2 separate regions of the Mus musculus genome follow, and region 2 is linked to region 1. The links are chromatin contacts, called in public Hi-C maps. All regions are on one chromosome and are shown on one strand. The core of a region is the stretch at or near the end of the contact, and the rest is flanking DNA. Distances in the headings are between cores, read along the strand shown. Region 1 has its middle 18 kb from the start of Gm33840. Region 2 overlaps Zfp462 (zinc finger protein 462).

Region 1 (5,430 bases), core at 2,754-5,253:
AGCACTGGACAGGAAAGAAAACAGGAATAAAATAAAGTGGTGGTGGTTGAAGGAGGAGCAGGAAGGAAGGGAATCTATTTTTATATGAAGCCGTGGAGAGAGGCTTCTCTGGAGGGAAACACTGAACTAAGATTAGAATGACATTCTTAGCCAGCCCAGCATGCTCAAGGCCTCTCACACAATAGGAAGGATGGGTAGGGTGGTGTACAGTGTGGTTACAGGATGTTGTATAAGAGGGGAAAAGAACAAGAGGAGATTAGAAAGGAAGTCTGGCCCAACCGTTTAGCCTTTGAATTTTAGACTTGAGATGAAAAGTTTGGGTTTTATTCCTAAAGGAAATGGGAAGCCATTGGCATATCAAGGAGGGAGGGACATGACCTGCTTCACTGTGGTTGAAAGATGGCTCTGGAAGCTGGATGGAAAACAAGCTGTAAAACAAACAGCACTGGGAGGATGAAGAGGAGGGAGGAGGCCCTTGCAAGGTGTGCTGAGTTTTGATCAGGCTGAGGACCAGGCAGAGCATGAGGAATACCCAGATATGGCCCATGCTCTGAACATGGAGCCTGCACAACTCGCTAGGGCATTAAACTTGTAACCTAACATCAAAGAAAGAATCCAGAGTCCCCCCAGCTCAGGGCCTGGAAGATTCTGTGGGATGGTAGCACCCATTTACTAAAATGAGAAGCCTGGAGCCCAGCTAGTCGAAAGAACCAACAATGCCACGTGGGGCTTGCTAAGTTTGAACATCCTAAGAGGATGGTGAAAGAGCGACCCATGGCTCCAGCTGCATATGTAGCAGAGGATGGCCTTTCTGGAATCAATGGGAGGGGAGGCCCTTGGTCCTGTGGAAGTTTGGTGTCCCAGTGCAGAGGGATGCTAGATCAGTGAGGCGGGAGTGGGGTGGGTGGGTAGGGGAGCACCCTCATAGAGGAGGGAAAACCAGGAAAGGGAATAAAATTCAAAATGTAAATAAATAAAATAACCAATAAAAAATAAAAATAAAAAATAATTTAAATAAAGAAATGTATTTGCAAATTTACCGAAAAACATCTGAGAGAATACTTGCATACCAATGTTGGGCCTCTCCAGTAAGTGCATTTGGGGGTTCAGGGAGGGCACATGGATGAGAGGAAGTGCCAGACTCCACCTGTGTATGTGTGTGTATGTGTGTGTATGTGTGTCTTATGTGTGTGTATATGTGTGTGCATGTGTATTTATATGTATATATATGCATGTGTCTATGTATGCATGTGTATATATATATATGCAAAGTTTGACATTTTTCAATAAATCTGTATTACTTTTAAATTTTAATAAATATAAATAAAACAAGACTGGCTGAGTGATGATTTTTCTGATTTTTTCTTCAAACAAACGCCTTTCCCAGAAGGGTTGCCCTGGGAATGCTTTCCTCACCTCACACACAGTCTTCTCCTCAGCTGTCTCCACCTCACAGGTTGTACCCTAGGTCTCCAACCCAAAGACCTCCAGCTCCTCCTCCTCCTGCTCCTCCTCCTCCTCCTCCTGCTCCTCCTGCTCCTCCTCCTGCTTCTGCTCCTCCTCCTGCTCCTGCTCCTTCTCCTCCTGCTGCTCCTCCTGCTCCTCTTCCTCCTCCTGCTCCTCCTCCTGCTTCTGCTCCTCCTCCTGCTCCTGCTCCTTCTCCTCCTGCTGCTCCTCCTGCTCCTCTTCCTCCTCCTGCTCCTCCTGCTCCTCCTGCTCCTCCTGCTCCTCCTGCTCCTCCTCCTCCTCCTCCTGCTCCTGCTCCTGCTCCTCCTCCTCCTGCTCCTCCTGCTCCTCCTGCTCCTCCTCCTCCTCCTGCTCCTCCTCCTCCTCCTCCTGCTCCTCCTCCTCCTCCTGCTCCTCCTCCTCCTCCTTCTCCTGCTCCTCCTCCTCCTGCTCCTCCTCCTCCTGCTCCTCCTCCTCCTCCTCCTGCTCCTCCTGCTCCTCCTCCTCCTGCTCCTCCTGCTCCTCCTCCTCCTCCTGCTCCTCCTCCTCCTCCTCCTCTTCCTCCTCCCTGAGCCCTGCTAGGTTTCAGCTCTGCCGTGCTCCTCTCTGTCTACATCCAAACCTATCTTGTCCATTTATATATTTACTTGTTTCCCTAACATACCACTGAGGAAGCAGGAACCTCGGATAGTAATCTTCATAGGACAGTAACGTTTGAGACAATGGATTTTAATAAATAAATATTCTTAGTTAACAATGAACAATGAACAGGTACAAGAGAGATAGACCGCTCAATGGTTGCTTACTGTATAAGTCTGAGGACTGGTGTTTGGCTCTCCAGAATCCATGTGGATTCTGCCAATGCCAAGTGGGCTTGATGACCCACTTATAATTCCAGCCTAAAGAAGAGGACACTGGGGACCCTCCCCCCATGGAGTAAGGAGTAAGATGATAGACATCCCGTGGGGTTCTTGGTTTGATTGAGAGACCCTGCCTCATAGAAGAAGGTGAAAGAGCAATTGTAATAATTCCTGACATCAACCTTCAACCTTTACATGCACACAGAGCCTTGTGCATAAAAATCTGCATGTGCGCACGCGCGTGTGCGCGCGCGCGCACACACACACACACACACAGAAAGAGAGAGAGAGAGAGAGAGAGAGAGAGAGAGAGAGAGAGAGAGAGATATCAAGTATTCACCACAAGCAGGCACAGATGGTAAACAGATAAAAATGGACTCAAATTTATCTTCAAAGAAAAGAACTTCTACAATTAATTAGAGCTCAGGTCCAGAATTTCATCCAATATCCTTCCTTTTAATTTTATTTTATTTTATTTTATATTATTTTATTTGTTGTAGGTCTTTTGAGGCAGGGTCTCAGCTAGCCTCAAATTCACTATGTAAAAGAATAAACTTGAACGTCTAACCTTCCTCCTCACTATAAGTGAGCCACCACACCTGGTTTATGCAGAGCTGGCAAGCAAACCCAAGGCTCCAAGCATGCTAAGCAATCACTCTAGCGAAGGAGTAATATCCCCAGCCCAACAGACAACAACTTCTTCCCATTCCCCTCCATGCACTGCCCTGAGCTATATCCAGAGGTCCCAAGGTTTGGCAGGTAATTGATAGAAGAACCACAGGATTGCCCACTGAATCTGGTTTTTCTGGTGCAGCCTCCAAGGGTCTACTTCCTACCATTCTTAGAGTTCTCGCTTCCTTTAGACTCCTTCTAACTCCAACCAGCATATATTTAGTCCAAAACTTGGCTGCAAGCTCCATGCATCCCATTCAACCTCCTCTAGGTACTACTACTCTGAGATGCTCACCAGGTCATCAACAAGCACCCATCCTGACTCAGCCCCTGGATGGAGCACTAAAGATCAGGATGGATGGATTATAAAGACCCTCTCTGCTCACAGCCACACGTGAGGATTAACCTCGGTGATAGACAATTCGAGCAGCATGTGCTAATGGAGCCTCTTAGTATTCTCATAGACCTCACAAGCAGCTTGGTGGGTCCAACTTCCCTTCTCAAGCCCAACTGTTCAAAGACCCAGTAATCATGACCTGATAGAGACTAGCTAGCTGCCTGTGGACACTTGGGATGCTCTTTTTATGAGAGGTGTGTGTTAGTTCTCCGCCTTCCAAGCAGAAAAACTCCATCTTCCTCTCTTGCTTGGTCCTGGTGCCACTTTTAAGCAAGGGTGAACAGACATGCCTGGCGCTTTCTTCAGTCCATTCTGTGGTGCCGATTCTTTGCCCACAACCCTCCTTAGCTCAGTACAGATCAGCGCTTGCCTATGTGGCTACTGACCAACCACACCGGTGCAACTGAGAGACAGGCACAGAGCCAGGAGCACCGCAGGAGCTCAATAGCCCCGCCCACAGCCCAACACTACCACTCTCGGGGCCGTTCTGTCTCACTATCCCTCAGGACAGAAGCCTTGAGAGAGGAAGCCAAACCATGAAAAGATTCTTGGAGTTGTGGGAAGGAGAAGGCTGGATGAGCAAAGCCGACCTTGTCCCCAGAGCCTAGCACACGGTGCTCAGGGGCCACCTGCTGGCAGTTAGGGGCATATGTGACTTTGGGGGAGGAGCTCTTCAAGCCCAGCGCTCCTGTGCATGCACACAGGTGCTACAAACATGTCACACACACACACACACACACACACACACACACACCACAAATCTTACACATACAAACACTTATGTGCTTATACAGAACTATGTAAGATCATGCATACACACACATGAAGCCCTTAGCTTAAGAATGCAAATACGCAGACATAACACAATGCCCTATACTAATGTGTGTGCCTCTACTTACATACCCCAAAACACAAGCACACACATACACAAGTATGTATATGCATACCCTGGTCCCTGGTTTAGCCCCTCTCTCTACATGGCCTCTTTTGTAAGGTCAACCTTCCCAGATATGCCCAGTGAAGACAGAAGTCTCAGCGCTCACCCTGCACTGAGGAGTCCCATCTCGACCACTCTCCCTACCTTTTACCATCAGTCCATCCCTCCCCTCCCCCTTAATTCCAAAGGACCAATCATAACCCCAGAAAACTTAAAAGTATTTCAATGACTTTTGATTCTAAAGACCAAAACCAAAATCCTAATTTCTGTTTTGAATATGACCTACCTCTCCAGGATCAGGGCTCACCTCTTGACCTTCAGTGTCCCAGTTCTTCCCTGGCTGTGTTCGTCCCTCAATCAGCCACACCTTCTCCAAACTCAGACGTTTTGAATCTGTGCTTTCTACTACCCAGTCTCCTGTCCAGTCCCTGAAAGGCCTCCTTCCACTCTCTCTCAATGACACTTCTCCTTGGATGCCTTTTTATGCCCTAACATCCTCTTTGTGGGGGAGCTGTCTATCACACAGTATTGCTATTTATACTATTTAGTGATTTGCCTCTTTCTGCTCTGTCCCTTAAACTCCAAACTCGAAAAGGGCACGGAGGGACTTTGTCCCTTAATAATGTTTTTATATCAAGTTTCTACAGGTTGTGTATGCTACATTCGCTGATGATATATCAACCAAATCTTACTCCAAACGCATCTCCAATTCAACATACTCATGTCCCAGAGAGAGGTCGTAAGGATGGCACATCCTAACACAGCACAGGGCCACAAATTAAAGCCAGCACGTAGTCCTGTGTTGTATGTTAGTCCCTGTTCTGAATTCAAGCGATCTCATCATTTGATTGGTCTCAGGACTCAGAAGACCTGACTGGACATTTGTCCCTACCTTGACAAACCTGTGTCATTGTCTTCCTTGACCAAAACTTAACTATCTGATTGTTAAAGGCAGTGTTTATTTGACGTCTCTAATTAGTGAATAAATGAAAAAAAAATTTAAAATAAACAAAAAAGGCATAAGAATGATACTCATATAATTTTGTGCATGGAGGGAGAAGCATTCTAATCATGATACCAAGAATGAAAAGAATGAACATTGAGAGAAAGTCTGAGTA
Region 2 (6,036 bases), core at 1,584-4,083, 1.1 Mb before region 1:
TCGTCAGCAATTTCCATCAATGTTTTCTCCCCTGCATCTCTGGCTCTGCATACAGAAAAGACCAGCTTGAGAGTCGCTTCTTCCACAGTGGTGTTGATTTTGAGGCAACATAAATTTGGAAATAAGAGAGCCTGAGACATGTGACATGGGCTTTCCCAATCTGAAGTTCATTCACTTGCTACCAAACTCAGAAAGAAAATGTAAACTGTGATCTCATGGATTCCAAAATAAAGCTGGGTTCGGATTATGACTCTGAGAGAAGAAAGGAGGAGAGCTGAAGGGAGAGGGAACGGAGGGGGAGAGGAAGGGAGGGTTGGGGAGGGATGAGAAAGGAAGAAAACAACAAAAAGCATAGTACAGCTGTGGTGGTTTGAATGGCCTCCATAGGTTCATATACTTGTATGCTTGGTCTCTGTTTGGGACCAAGGACCGTTTGGGAAGGATTAGGAGGTGTGTCCGTGTTAGAGAATGTGTGTCTCTAGGGATGGACTTTGGTGTTTCAAAAGCCCATGTCAGGTCCAAGGTCTCTCTCTTTCTCTGCCTGTGCCTATGAATCAGGATATAAAGCTCTCAGCTACTTCTCCTGTACTATGCCCAGTATTTCAGCACACTCCCCATACCCACCCTGGTGATGATGGAGTAACCCCCTGACACTGTAACCAAGCCCCCAACTGAATGTTTTCTTCATCATGGTATTGCCTTGGTCATAGTGTCTCTTCACAACAATAGAACAGCAATTAAGATACTGGCTGTCTAAAAACCTTGGGCCATTTGACAAGAAAACTCAATCGTTCCCTGCTTCCAGACAGAAATGCCACCTTCAAATGAATGTTACTATGTGGTTAATTCCAAAAAGTAAGGAGCAGTTTGACTTTTAAGCTATCAGTTGTTGAAGCAGCTTCCTGGAATACTGATTTTCCTCTTGTGTGAGTCTCGGAAGCAAGCCTGGGACTGACTACAGTCAAGTGTGGAAGCTTTCGCTTCTGTCCCTGGGTTAACAGTGTTCTCAAAGCCAAGGGTTCAGTGTTCAAGAAAAGATAAGCTTTACCTTCAGAGTAAACAGGAGACAAAGGTCAAGAAAGAGCAAACATAAAAATATATTCCAATATCCAGATGGAAAGGGCAGAAGTCTGAATTAATTTCTGTGTTCAGAAGTGGTAAGTACATTCTAGAAGGTAGGAATGGGGAGTTGGCTATTGAAACAGTAGCTGCTATTTGTACTGTGGAATCTAAAACAGGTAGCCTAGCAAAGGTGAGGGGAAAGAAGGAAGATGCTGGCAGCATCACATGGAAAGAGACGTACAGCAAGCAAACCAGGTCTTAAAGGCAGGCTCTTAGCTTTCTATCTGATCAATGCCCCTTGCATAACTCAGTGAACCTAGAAAGAAGCAAAATGCAGGTTCTCCTGGACTGTCCCACGCTCAGGCACATGACAGTAGGAGTGAGGCAGGAGGAGACCTGGATGATGGGAACATAGTCCACTTCATTCCTCCCATGAGCTCTGACAGCTCAGAATGACCTAGAGACAACCAGCATGAAATCATGTGACCCCAAGCCTCTTAGATGAGAATGTGGGGTCATCTTTCTCCACCAGACTGTCCCTCAGAATCAGAAACTAGATCAAACCTTTCCCTAAATGGAATGATGTGGAAGGTCCAACCTGCAAAGAAATCAGAACAAGCCAAAGCAAGCCAAGCATAACTCAAGAATGCCGGCATCCCAAGCCACACTCTGCCAGGCAATGGGTTAATAAATAACTCAGATATTTGCAAGTGCACAGGCACACGCACGTGCACGTACACACACACACACACACACACACACACACACACACACACACACACCAGGTGCCTGGACCTTCCCCTTCTCACCTTCACAGCAGCCGACACAGCCGGGACGCTACCATACTGGACATGTTTCCGGAGGTGGTTACAGATGGCCCGAAGCGTTGGATGCACTTCCACGCAGAATTTACACTTGTAGCCCACCACTTTCCTCTCCTTGATCTTTGGCACCTCTTCTAAGTGACCAAAAGGCTGGTAAAATACAGTGGTAGCCATCAGTACAGCACGCCCTCCCTCAAAGGCAGGCATTTTACTCTTACAGATTACTGGATACTGTATTTTAAAGAGGATCAGCAGGTTAAAGTGTTTCATTATATATATATAGACTTCATCAGTCATGGCACATTGCCTACTAGTCGCCGTCTCTGGAACCCACTTAGGTTCCAGCTGGTGAGAAGAGATTTAGTAGAGATTCGCGGTCTCTAAGTTATCTGGCTTTCAGACCAGTTTTGATTGCGCAGGTGGCATGTTGCAACAGCTATTCCTTTAATGAACCTCTTGATTTAAGAAGAAAGAGAGAGAGAGGAGAGAGGAGAGAGAGAGAGAGAGAGAGAGAGAGAGAGAGAGAGAGAGAGAGAGAGAGAGAGAGAGAGAGAATTCCTTGAGATGTTAGGTTCCCGAAGCAAACACCGGAGACCATGTCATGGCTGAGAAGGGCTAAGGGTAACAAGAGGTAGCCCACAACTGCCTTAGGAAGAGCAACCACTGTCTTTTTTTTTTTTTTTTTTTTAAAACGAGGCTTCAGAAAACACTACTTGGCAGGAAGACACACATCGAAACCACCCCAACCCTCCCCCGGGAGCCATCGGAGGAGTCAGAGGGAGAAGGGGAGGAGGACAGGACCGTGGAGTGGGGTGAGCATAGAATGGGGAATGATCAAGCTCGAAATGTTTAACTGACTTATTGAGCTCTCTGGCAAGCTAAGTCAATAGGAAGCCTGCAGCAGTTTGGCTGGCAACGAAGTACATGTGGGCACCAGTGATGAGAGGCCTCCTGGGGGAAGGGAAATCAAAACATATCCTTACCCTCTCTTGTTTGAAATCTGCAAAAGCACCATCTGCATATTTCTGCTTGCTCAAAAGCTGTTTCCTCCTCTCCTGGCGTTTGGCACGCTTCTGGAATTCCTCATTGTGGATGTTCAAGTGTGAGGTCAGCTCGGCTATGCTTTGCAATTTGCTATCACAGTGCTTACACTGGAAGGTGGAGTTCTGGAAGCGGGGGCCGCTGCCTAGGATGACGAAGTCCCTCTTTAAGTCCCTGCTGTGGTGGTCTGTGTAATGCATGCACAGCAACTCCGCCGTGCTGAAGGACAGCTTGAAGCATTTGATGCAGCGGAACGGGAGCCACTCGATGTCTTGAGCTTCGCCTTCCACCTCGGCCCTCTCAAAGCTGCTTCTCTCCTCTTCTTCCATCAGTGGGGGTTTCTCGTGTTCATCTGCGTAGACCGCTGTGAAGTAGCCCCCCAACTTGCTGGCATGCTGCTTCTTTGGGAACACCCCCGGGTGGCGCTTCATATAATGGGACACAATGCCTTTCTTGCTGAAGGACTGGAAGGAACATAAGGAGCACTTTTTCTTCTCCACAGCCCGCCGGAGTTCCTCGCTCAGCTGAGGAGAGTCATCTTTGGGTGGGGATGGGATGATCACCTTGTTGGGCTTGTCACTGATGGTCCTGGAGGCCGCAAGGCAGTGGGTGTAATATGCATCAATGTCGTGGCGCTTCTGGTAGTGGGCTGCCAGTCCCTTGCGGATGGGGTTGGTGTAGGCACACAGGGCACACTTGAAGAGATTGTTTTTGCCCTCGGGCTGGGCACGGACATTATTGTGCTTGATCCGGTAGTGCCTGGCAATGCCCTTCCTAGTGGAACAGAAGTACTTGCAGAGCTGGCACCGGAACACAGTGTGGGAGACCAGATGCGAGGTAGAGAAGTGAGCAGTGGACATAGGATCCTCTCCCACCTCCTCCTCCGTCACGGAGACCTGGGAGGGGCTCACTTCAGTGGTTATCTCAGGTTCAAGGGACACTGGCAGCTTCGGAGGAGGCGGGGAAAAGACATCAAACTCAGGCTGGTTGTGGTACTTCTCATAGTGGATTTTGAGTTTCTCCAGAGTGCCGTGTGTGTAAGGACACAGCTTGCACCGGTAGGCACCATACCCTTGTTTAAAAATCCTACTTGTCTCCTCCACGTCATTCTGGGATATGTCAGCAGACTGCTCCACATCATGCACAAAGTCCTCAGCGGTCACCTTGATGGCCGGGTGTCGCTTCTGATAGTGGGTCAGGACGCCATGGATGCGAGTGTTGATGTACGGACAATGCCTGCATTTGTAGACGGCACCTGGGTTGATGTCAATATCCTGGGCAAAATCAGCAGCCTTCACTTTCATACCAGGATGCTTCTTCCCGTAATGGGTGAGGAGGCCGTGCAAGTTGTTGTACTCGGACTGGCACACTGTACACTGGTATGGGGTGGAAGATATAGCAGGGTTAGCTGAAGCCAGATGAATGCTTTTCTCTGGGGAAAGTCTTGCATCCTCTGGGCACTCAGCTTCCTGCTCGGGAAGGGGGTTGGGTATACTATTTTCACAATTCACAGGGCCTATCAACTCTTCAGGTGCCAGGAGGGCCTTGTCTACACCGTCTTTCTCCTTGATGATATCCAGCAACACAGACTCATCACCATTCATGGCCCAGGGGTGGAACGCTTGGTAATGGTTTGTGATGTCCCAGATGGAGACGGCTTCAAAAACGCAGTCCCTGCATCTGTATGTTTTGGCTTCAGCTGACATGGTAAGAGTGGGAGAGGATGGGTCTGGCCCAGCCCAGAGTTTGGTAGCCATATAAGTATAATCTACATAATGCTCAGGGTGTCTCCTCTGATAATGCAGGAGCAAACCACTGGGCTCCATGTGGGAGTAGATACACCACTCGCAGTGGTAGCCAGCTTCTATCAAGCCATCTAGAAATGCCCACCGCATGATGGACGTGACTGTGGCCTTCAGGGCAGGGTGGTCTTTCTTGATATGCTTCCTCAGTGCATAGAAATAGGGGGAGGTATACGAGCACTGCCTACATTTGAGCGCTCGAAGTTTCGTTTTGTCCCGCTCCATACCGGAAGCAGGGAGAAGCACACAGCTGGCAGGCTTCTGGTTCCGGTCACAGAGGCTTCGGATGGTGGCTGTGTGCTGCCTGATCACATCGGCATTGGCCTTGAAGTCCCGGTGCTTCTTCTGATAATGAATGAGGACGCCTTTGACCGTCCGGTTCCCATAATCACAGTGCTGGCAAAAAAACATCTCAGTCTCCACAGGAGGGCAATCTCTCTCAGAACTGTTCAGCTGCAAGGGAGCAGGAGGCCGAGGGGAATCTTGGAGCCCTTCAGCCCCTCTCATCATTGCAGCTGTGGGAGGAGCCTGTCTGATATATTTGGCAGTGACCTTTATTTCTGGGTGTCTTTTCTGGTAGTGAACAAGCACCCCCACAACTGACCGATTGCTGTAGGAGCAGTGTTTGCAGTAGTAAAGCTCAATACTGAGGTCTGGTGGCGGGGGCTGTGGGGGGGGTGGGGAACCCATGTTGGACATTTTGGGAGACATTGGAGCACCCACCTCAAATGATAATTGGGAAAGGGCAGAGCCTCTGTCCACAGACACCATGCGCATGGTTTTCTGGATCCTAAAGTACGAGGCCTTTTCTTCAGGGTGTTTCTTCTGATAGTGAACCAAGACAGAGTGCATGTTGGGGCTCGCAAACGAGCAAACGTCACAATCGTAAACGACAACGGTGTTCACTGAAGGGTCCTTCTGGCTTTCACATTCTGGAGTAAAGGTCTTGGGAGGAGTGTTTTTGTTAAACGTAGCTGGCAAGCCACCACCGCGAGCCACAGGCGTGGACGTCGCCATGCTCTTGGGAGCTGAATTCAAAATCTCCCGCAGGGTCTGGGACTCAGCATTCAGCCCTTCCTGCTGCTCTACAACGTAGCTTGAAAAGATCATAGCATTGTTGATTTTCACCGTGGGATGCATTCTTTGGTAATGCGGCATCAGGCTTCTGACATTCGGGCTAGTGTAAGAACAAAACCGACATCGGTAGATCAGGTCCGAATGGTCAAAGTTGAGTACATTCATGGCCTCTGGGTGGTGTTCACCATAATGCTGTTGGAGGTCTTCAAAGTTGGTGTAGTCAATATAGC

What was found. A called contact is a pair of places that touch in the nucleus more often than the background predicts.
Region 2: a contact with region 1 is called in a Hi-C map of cerebral cortex, with 6 times the contacts expected there. The contact joins two enhancer-like sites. A contact is called at or near these places in 4 of 484 Hi-C or Micro-C datasets (Sertoli cells, cerebellum, cerebral cortex and 1 more) and 3 of 115 datasets of contacts at active chromatin or transcription factors (cardiomyocytes, extraembryonic endoderm stem cells and neural progenitor cells).

What each region holds. Positions count from the first base shown.
Region 1 is chr4:53,930,159-53,935,588 of GRCm38.p6, reverse strand. No RefSeq gene overlaps it. Among named protein-coding and RNA genes, the nearest start is that of Gm33840, 18 kb to the left of the region's middle. Within about 2 kb of position 4,003, at least 34 of the 459 cell types and tissues checked have an H3K27ac peak or open chromatin away from gene starts, as enhancers often do. A contact at or near this core is called in cerebral cortex, where this site is marked.
Region 2 is chr4:55,010,683-55,016,718 of GRCm38.p6, reverse strand. Zfp462 (zinc finger protein 462) reads right to left here. Exons shown (of 13, transcript NM_172867.3): 3 at 2,870-6,036; 4 at 1,872-2,036. Among named protein-coding and RNA genes, the nearest start is that of Gm42289, 55 kb to the left of the region's middle. Within about 2 kb of position 2,833, at least 22 of the 459 cell types and tissues checked have an H3K27ac peak or open chromatin away from gene starts, as enhancers often do. A contact at or near this core is called in cerebral cortex, where this site is marked.